Linked DNA regions of Mus musculus: region 1 is linked to region 2. Evidence: chromatin contacts called from public Hi-C data. All regions are on one chromosome and are shown on one strand. The core of a region is the stretch at or near the end of the contact, and the rest is flanking DNA. Distances in the headings are between cores, read along the strand shown. Region 1 overlaps Tenm2 (teneurin transmembrane protein 2). Region 2 overlaps Tenm2 (teneurin transmembrane protein 2).

What was found. Hi-C and Micro-C count contacts between places; a contact is called where the count stands out from the background.
Region 1: a contact with region 2 is called in a Hi-C map of cerebral cortex, with 1.8 times the contacts expected there. The contact joins two enhancer-like sites. A contact is called at or near these places in 6 of 484 Hi-C or Micro-C datasets (the N1E-115 cell line, Sertoli cells, cerebral cortex and 3 more), 1 of 115 datasets of contacts at active chromatin or transcription factors (forebrain) and 1 of 9 other capture datasets (embryonic stem cells).

What each region holds. Positions count from the first base shown.
Region 1 is chr11:36,174,196-36,178,380 of GRCm38.p6, forward strand. All of the region lies in intron 7 of Tenm2 (teneurin transmembrane protein 2), which reads right to left. Among named protein-coding and RNA genes, the nearest start is that of Gm46251, 12 kb to the left of the region's middle. Within about 2 kb of position 2,101, at least 8 of the 459 cell types and tissues checked have an H3K27ac peak or open chromatin away from gene starts, as enhancers often do. A contact at or near this core is called in the N1E-115 cell line and cerebral cortex, where this site is marked.
Region 2 is chr11:36,033,893-36,038,393 of GRCm38.p6, forward strand. All of the region lies in intron 25 of Tenm2 (teneurin transmembrane protein 2), which reads right to left. Among named protein-coding and RNA genes, the nearest start is that of Gm42072, 38 kb to the left of the region's middle. Within about 2 kb of position 2,664, at least 101 of the 459 cell types and tissues checked have an H3K27ac peak or open chromatin away from gene starts, as enhancers often do. A contact at or near this core is called in the N1E-115 cell line and cerebral cortex, where this site is marked.

The DNA.
Region 1 (4,185 bases), core at 851-3,350, 140 kb after region 2:
TTGTCTCGAGTGGTTATTTTTACTTCCCTCTTCTACAGTGCTGTCTTAAATGGGAGAGAAGAGTAGAGCTGTAGGCAACCTGGAACAACCAGTCAGAACATGCGTGTAACTGTGGGCAGTGGGCCAGACAGCTGAAAATTCACAGCGGTCATGGTCATCAAGATTTGAGAGGTGTATCCCAGTTCATTAGCCTGATGATGTGCGCAGGCTCTGTACCGTATCTTGCGTCATTTCCTTCCTTCTTTGACAGTGTAACTTGGTGGCCTCTGTGGCAGAGATCACTATGGTTCTGTAGTCACTATAGCTGGACATAGGACCATTTAGGACAATGGAGCACAAGCCACAGAATCCTAATGCTGACATCAGGTACCCTGGGCATCTCTCACATACCCTCTCTCTTTTCCTGAGTGTACAACTCAAGACAGCAGTGCCCACGGTAGCTGTGACCTGGGTGTTACAATTAGCATCTGGAGAAGATGCTGGAATTGTAGCAGGGACTCTCTATCCATAATTGTTGGTGAATTGAAACGGCACCAAGGACTTCTCTGCTCCACTCTTCTTTCCCTTCCCTGTGTACTCCCCAAGATGGCAGCAGATTCCAGCCTTGTTCTCATTTCTCATCCGGCAAAAAGAGGATGGCTCACCCAGGAGAGCATGGCAGAGTCATCCATTGGTGAAACTGAAACTCTGTTATCTGTAGTGTCTCTCCCGGTTTGCCCATGGAGCATCTCAGCTGACACACCTGGTCCTCTTCTGTGAAACATCTGGCTTCTCTACTCACAGGCGGACACAGCACAGACATCACTCATTGCTGCTGCGATTCAGGGAAGGGCCAAAACCACAAGGTGGGCCTCTGGAGCCAAGGGCAGAGACTGCAGTGCAGGGCAGGAACCAGGAGCCAGCAAGGAGCTGCGAGGTAGGGGAGGCATGCTGGTCCAGGGTGCCTCTGCTCTCTAGGATGTGGCTCCAGACAGGGATCTGCCAATGTACTTGGCAGAGGGGTGAGATTATGAGAACATCATTTCCAGAAGTCTGGCTAGAGCTCCATCTCCACTGAGGGTGGATAACTCAGGCTCAGGACTAGGACTAGCTGATTTCTCTGTTCCAGGAACGTGTAGAAATCCATTCAGGAAATGGAGACACGCAGGGACCAGGCTCTGCTTAGCTGGCTATAAAGGTCATGGCATGACACATTCTAATAGGTTTGCAGTTGCCCTGAAGGGCATTAGAAGCACGTAATCCAGTCATAACAGAAGAGACACAGGTGGCTTGTGGAGACAAGGCCAGCAAACAAGTGGAGAAGGGGAACAGTCTAACACCCTGGAATAAACACTGTCCCTCTTCCTCAAAGCCTGTTCGCTCTCTCTCTCTCTCTCTCTCTCTCTCTCTCTCTCTCTCTCTTTCTCTCTGTTTCTGTCTTTGTTGTCTGTGTCTGTCTATCTGCCTGCCTGTCTGTCTGTCATGCTGTCTGACCTTGGAGAAACAACCCCAGCTAACATGCCACGAGAGGGTTGTGTCTGTGAACCATCAGTCATGCCCCCAAATGGCATGAAAATGCAACTTTTACGAGAGCTGGAGTGGCAAAGAAATAAACCACAGTAAATATTTGACTGATCCAATTATAAATCTCCCCAATTCTTGGCAGAGAGTGGGGAGGAATGGTAATTAAGATAACTTAGTGGGTTTCCAGAGGAGCTGGTGGAGAGAAAAGACACCCACACTGGCTGAGCCAGAGCAGGGACCTGTCACTTTCCCAGAAGGGAAAGCGGCCATTCACGCAGAGGGAGTGCACAACCCCCAGGTTGCTGCTGGAAGCCTCTAGAATACGCACCTGCCAAAGAGGGCAAGGTTAAAGACAGACCCATTGCCCTTCAGGAAGATGTTATTACTGGGTCCAGGACCCCGGGAAACGAGAAAATAACTTTATTGTCACTTGGAACGTCTGCTTGCTTAAGGTTGACACAGACTGGGAAAAGCAATAAATGATGACATTTCCCAGAGCTAGCCTGCCACTCTGCCGCTCCCCTTGCGGCACACTGGCAGCATCTGCGGTCTCCCTCAGATGACAGGGCATATGCAGCAGGTGGTGGGATTGTTGGGTGGTGGGGGCGGCAGCATGTGTAAGCTGGGACTGATTCAAGTCCCCATTACCATGTAGTCTGGCCACATTCAGGAGCAGGAATGACTTGGCACAGAAAGCCACTCAAGCCTTGTACATCTGTCTCTGCCGCCAGCCAGGTCTGTGGCAAAGTGGACTCAGTACTGACTTTTTCAGGCTTTCAGTGGGGCTGCATGGAGAGGGAAGGGTGTAAGGGCCATGGCTGGATCTGGTAGCGGGGTAAGACTTCCTTGAGTTGGCCTGACTGTTGGGGCAAATCAGTCTTATATAGTTGAGTCACGGAACCAAAGGCAAGTGATGGAAAGGAGGACATTTCTTGGGCCACAGTGAGGAGGTGCTCCTGAGCTCCTACACAGGAAACTGGGCTGTTTTTCCAGAACCAGGTAAGAGACAAGCCCTTTGAGACACAGAGGACCCATCTGGGGTCCTTAACACCAGGCGCTGGGGAGGGCTCACCTGAGAGGATAGAATCCTTGATTCATCATTACATAGCTTCTTGCGATAGCAAAAAGCTTGTCATTGAAAATACGAGTTTGTTTCTATTTAGCACTTGCTGCTACCCCCCCCCCCCCCAGCTTGCCTCCAGACAGAATCTCACCATAGAGAGAATCTCTTATACAAGCCAATGGCCAAGGAACTGAGGCAGGAATTAGGAAGTGGGACACGGGAGGAAAGAAAGAGGATTCTTGGAAATCATAAGAGGATGAAAGAAGACACAGGGAGAGACACGGAAGAGATTGGAGAGAGGCGCTGGGGGAGACCCTGAGAGAGATACTAAGGGAAAGGCAGATTGGGACTGAAGGGGAGGTAACTAACCATGTGGAAGACATAGCCTGAATGGGTTAACTAAGTTACAAGATAGTCAGAGAATGAGCCAAAGCTTGTGGCCAAGGAATCTACTAATAAATTATTCTCGGAGCTGTCATTCTGAGAGCAGGGACTGTGAGGAAAAATGAACTTTGAAAAATTTTACATTTCACTGTGTAGCCCTGGCTGTCCTGGAACTCACTCTGTAGACCAGGCAGGCTTTAAACTCACAAAGATCAGGCTTGCCTCTGCCTCCCAACTTCTGGAATTAAAGACGGGTGCCACTACACCTGGCTTTTTAAAATTAATATTTATTATGTGTGTATGCAAATATCTGTGTGAGGGTATGTGTATACAGATGACTACATGTGCCCATGGAGGCTAGAAGAGGGCTCCCCTGGAGTGGGAATTACAGGAAGTTGTGAATGATCTGATATGGGTGCTGGGAACTGAACTCAGGTCCTCTGGATGAACAGGAAGTGCTCTTCTGACCTCTGAGCCAATCTCTTTTATTTTTTTCTTATCCTGTACTTTTGTTCTTTTGAAAAATTTTCCCCTTGAGTCTTGCTATGTGTGCCAGGACAGACTGAAATCCATGGTTATTTGAATGAGTATTGCTCCCATATTCTCATACTTTTGAATGCTCAGGCCTCAGCTGGTGAAACTATTTGGGAAGGATTACGAGGCACAGTCTTGCTGGAGGAGGTGTGTCACTGGGGGTGGGGTTTGAAATTTCAAAAACCCAGTCAGCTCTTATGGCTTTGTGCTTATGGGTCAGATGTGAGCTCTCAGCTATTACACTAGCTCCATGCCTGCCTGTCTGCTGCTATGTTTTCCACCACAATGACCATTAACCCTAACCCTTTGGGACAGTGACCACGCAAATTAAATGCTTTCTTTTATAAGTTGCCTTGGTCATGGTGTCTTGTTACAGCAAACAAAAAGTAGCTGAGATAATGATACTCTGTCTCCACCTCCTAAGTTCTAAGATTATAGGTGTATGCCATCATCCAAAATGTTGATGCATGTTAGTTCCTAAAAATCCCTGTTTATCTTTGGAGGGACAATGGCTGCTGTAGGGCTAGAGAATGCACCTCCCACACTGGCACAGGAAAGGTTTGAATTTGACTTGCAGGAAACAAGATAATCACAGGCAGTTGCTTCAAGTTTCCCAAGAATCTAGCTCTAGATGCCCACTTAGCTGGTAGCTGGCTTGGTTTGTGGGTCCTTTTAAGATGCCCCCGAAGGAAGAACTCGGC
Region 2 (4,501 bases), core at 1,414-3,913:
TGCCTCCTAGCTAACTCAGCCTGGTTCCTTTACCCATGAAAGAAGGGGGATGGGTAGAGAGGGGGAAGAAACAGCTTGGGGACTGCCGTCTCAGACTGGGGGTGGGTAGTCTACAAACTCTCTTTTCCCTTTTTCCAAATAAACTTGAGGGCTCTGGAAAAAAATCATAACCACAACCTACCGACACGGTGGCTGGAGAGAAGGCTCAGCAGCTAAGAGCATGTGCTAAGGACCTGGGTTGAATGCCCGGCCTCCTGCTCACAACTGCCTGTTATCCAACTTCAGGGAATCTAAATGCCTCCTTCTTGACAATGAGGGCACATGCGCACACTCCTCACGCACACACAGTTGAAGACAAATCTTTAACACAACAACAGCAGCAGCAGCAACAACAAAAGTCTTTAGAATACAATATATATTGTCCAAGAGTGAAGTACTCTTTGCTTAGGGAATTCATGGTTTAATGTGAGCCCAGAGGGCTGCCCTTCTAATTACGTATAATTTAAACTAATATTCAAATTCAAGGTACTGCAAATGGTTCTGGATAGACTAGTCATGTTCTCAAGGTCACGTGGGCTCTTGTTTGTTTTGGCCACAAATACACACTGAGTGGTTAGTAACTGTTAGGTCAAGACGACAGTAAGAACTGGATAGAGAAAAGCCTAGGCCGGTGACAAGTGCATGCATCAGGCATGAAGGACCTAATCCAGGCCTTTGAGAAGATAGTGTGGTAACAGACCTGCTGCGTGGGCCCTCCCCAGAACTGAGTTCAGGAAGGTATGGTCATACGTACACGTACATGCCCACCCCCAACCTTGTCCCGAGACGTTATGATGTCCTACACAAGTAAAAGCAATGCCCACCAGTATGTAACTGTGGTGTCATACTAATTATACAGCAACAAAAAAAAAATCACTAACTCCCACTTCATATTGGAACGCTGCTTACACTGATATCAGCGTCGGATGGAAGATTATCTTGGAAGCAATTTTTTTTATTTTTTTGTTCTGATACCTACCTGTATAGCTGTTGCTTGCATTTGCAATTTCTATGTAAATCACAATCAAGAAGAAATACCCTAGTGTCATAGGCCCTCGCTTTTTAGAGAGAGTCAGGCACAAATCCATGTTAGGAAAGAGAAGGGGTTTTAAATCTTAATGGGAAGGTTCGTTTTCGTTGCCTCTCCCAGAAGCTGAGGAGAAAGACTTCCCGGGTGTGGGAGCCACACTTCTAGTTTGCCTTGTGGTCAGGTTTTGGAGGAAGGACACAGAATACATTTACTGCTTTCCCTGCCCCCCCCCCCCCGCCCCTGCAGGCTACATGGCTCCCTTGTGAGGGTCAGGTTTGGACAAGTGACCAGACACTGGCCAATCACAGGTCTCCATCTCCCTAACCAGTGACTGGAGCAGGGACGTGAACTGCACCCATGCTAAGCCAATCACAATTCCTCCGTGGGACCTTTTTTTTTTTTTTAATTTTTAATCTTTTAATGCAGAGACTCTGTCCTCTGGTCTTACTAAGCAGAGATGATGTAAGATTTTGGCCAAGTCTTTTTGACCCCTCCCCCTGCCCCTGGTGCCCCCCCCCGCCCCCCCTCCCCAGTGTGAAAAGAGTACCAGCCCACTGTACAAGAAAATTAGGTCAACAACCAAAGTGAATACTTTGAGAGGGAGCGAGAGGAGAGCAATGTTAACTGGGTGACATGTGGGAGTCGCTAGGGCCATCTCCTCCCTCGTGGTGGCCCGCTGTGTGACACAATGCATGCCCCCATTTTGCCATGCTATCCTGATTATGATTATTGTGATTATTATGGTTTGCAGATAGATAGATTCTGGACAGATATGGGCACGTGCCCTTCAAACTTCTACCTTTTTAGGTTTGGGGAAAATTTACTTGGTAAACATGGCCTAAAGAGGCCATGTTTATCACATCTTCCCACCCTCACTTGTCACCAGTATGGTGCTGTGGCATGTTCGGGGAGCTGAGGGTTGCTGTGAAGCAGTTGGCTTTGAAAAGCCAGGCAGATCAGTGAGAGGCACGGAGGAAATCACCAGGAGGGACTCTTTTTCAAGAAAGAGACAAGTCTTTGCCTCTCGCGACCTTGGACTGATCCTTCTAATTCCATCTACGGGCACTGCCATCTTACATGGTCCCAGTCTAACAGGAGGAATGTGGGGTGCTTTCATTGGCTAAAACATATTTCTGATCAGAGGACAAGGCAGGTCACCAAGAGGGGTTAGGACTTCACTGGTTGTTCTGTTATAGGAAAGTTCTTTGCTGGGAATTTTGGACACATGTCAACATTGGACTTCACAACCGCAAGTGGCCACTTGTAGGAACTGGCTGGTGCTAAGGAGAGGCCAGGCCATCTGGTTTAGTGTGTAACAATGGCCAGGTGCTCCTAGAGCTCCTGAGACTCATGATGTTCTTGTCCTGGGGGGCCAACCTATGTCATGCCGGGACCAGCTACATCTTCATGTCCCTGCCTGGTCTCTTCATCCTATAAGGCATGGCTGGGGTCACACTGTCTCCCACACCTGTTTTGGTTTTCAGTGTCTGGCCTTTCTCCATTAGCTGGCTCAGAGTCTGGCACAGCCTTCCTGGTCTACACGATCACGTGGAAGGCCTCTTGGAAGTCAGCACTGCACGGCAGCCAGGCTTGCTGCCAAATCCTATTAATCATGTGTGTTGCAACTCTCTCAGGCCTCTGCGCTTCTCTCTCTTTTTCCCCTGCTGGAGACCAGTTTCTAGTTTGCATTACTGTAACAGCTCTGAGGCGTCCCTCTCCTCCTGTCTGGTCTCCTCCTCCTGTCTTCCTCTGCACCCCGGGAAGCTGGAGAGATCTTTCTAATCCACCAATCCCCACACATCACTCTACTAATTAAGCCCTGGGACAACTCTCCATGGCCCTCAGGATAAATACCGGCCTCATATAATATTCCCTTCCTTGTGGCCTGGCCACTTTTTCTCAGGTCTCATGAGTTTTGGAGGTTTTCTGAACTGGATACCCCTACTCCAGTATCCTGGCTGCCTTGAGGGTGTCTTTCGATGTTTAGAAAGTTCTTTTCTGTATCTTGCCTGGCTAATTCCTGCTGCTCTTCAGAACCAACTCTGACTTCCCTGAAGCCCTCCCTGGCTTCTTGTGAACCTCATGCCCTGACTTGGGTTCCCCAAATCTTCTATCATTTTCTCCCTGGCCATCGGAAAGGTCATTTTTCAAACTTCCTTGGGATTAACCCGACTGTGCTATCCTGGGTGTGGGGAAGAAACTCATGTCACATTCATGCTAACTTGCCATGCTCCCTTGAAGTGTTCAAACTTTTCCTCTTCTATAGAAAGCCTCAGGGGCCATGTGTGCTTGATGTGGTGGGACCCCAATGTCAAGCAACTTGGTCTCGTCATCATTAAGAATTGCTGTGTGACTCATTTGGACTGTGATGGGTGAAGCTTTTGAAACTTCAGGGCCTATTTGTTACCTGGGCTATGGATTACCTGTTCCTGGCTGCTACCCACCGTATGTGCCCCTTTCTTGGTGGAACCAGTTTAACACTGTGTCTCTTGCAACATCCTCTTTGCCAGATCTCAAGCTCCCTTGGTAGAAGGACTCGGCTTTCCTGTTCTCTAACCTACTCATTCCGAGGTGCTAAACAAAGACTGGGCAATCATTAAACTCTTGTCTAAGTGGATGCAAGATGCTTGGCCTCATGGGATGACAGAGAAGGAGTAAAAGGAGACGCCAAGGCTGGCCACAGGGAGGGAGAGAAGAAGTCCAGATCTCCCTGCTCTGGGACAGCCTGGTTGCTGTGGGGGCCAACAGATGTGGCTAGTTTAGGGCTACAAAGTTCCTATAGGGAGCTCAAGAAGCCCAGGGGGTTGGGGGATGGGCACACCAAGGTTCCCCAATCCACACTGCACTTCACTCCTCCCCCACACCTTTCCTCCAACGGCTCCCCCACCGTTTCCAGGAGTTTCTTTTATTTCATTCACTAAACAGTTTATGAACTGAATTAAAATAAATGAGATGCAAATAAATTCCAGGCTTTCTCCCTCATTTTCAAATTACATTTTCAGTCCACTCAACCTGTTATAATCTCATAGTGATTTTCATTTAAGAGAGCTAAATGGATATGTGATTATTGTTACAGGAACGAACACCAGACAATTAAATGTTGAGGTGTTGATAGATAAAACTGTGTTTTGATTTGCATAAACACGATGCCAGCAAGTCTAACCCTGGCAGAAACTCAGTTATAAGACTTGCGTGCCTAACTTCTGTTAATTACCACAAGTACCATTATTAAGAATTTTAATATTCAGAGTTGGGATCATTGCCATTTTATTTTAGGGCCACATTTATCTTTATTTTGAAAACTTAGTCAAAATGCATAACTAATTTATCAAGGAAAAGGCACGATTACTACTTATAATCAACTTCTACAGTGCAGCATATCAAAAATCAGTTACACAGCCCTGGATCCAGTCATTAAGGATTTAGCCACTA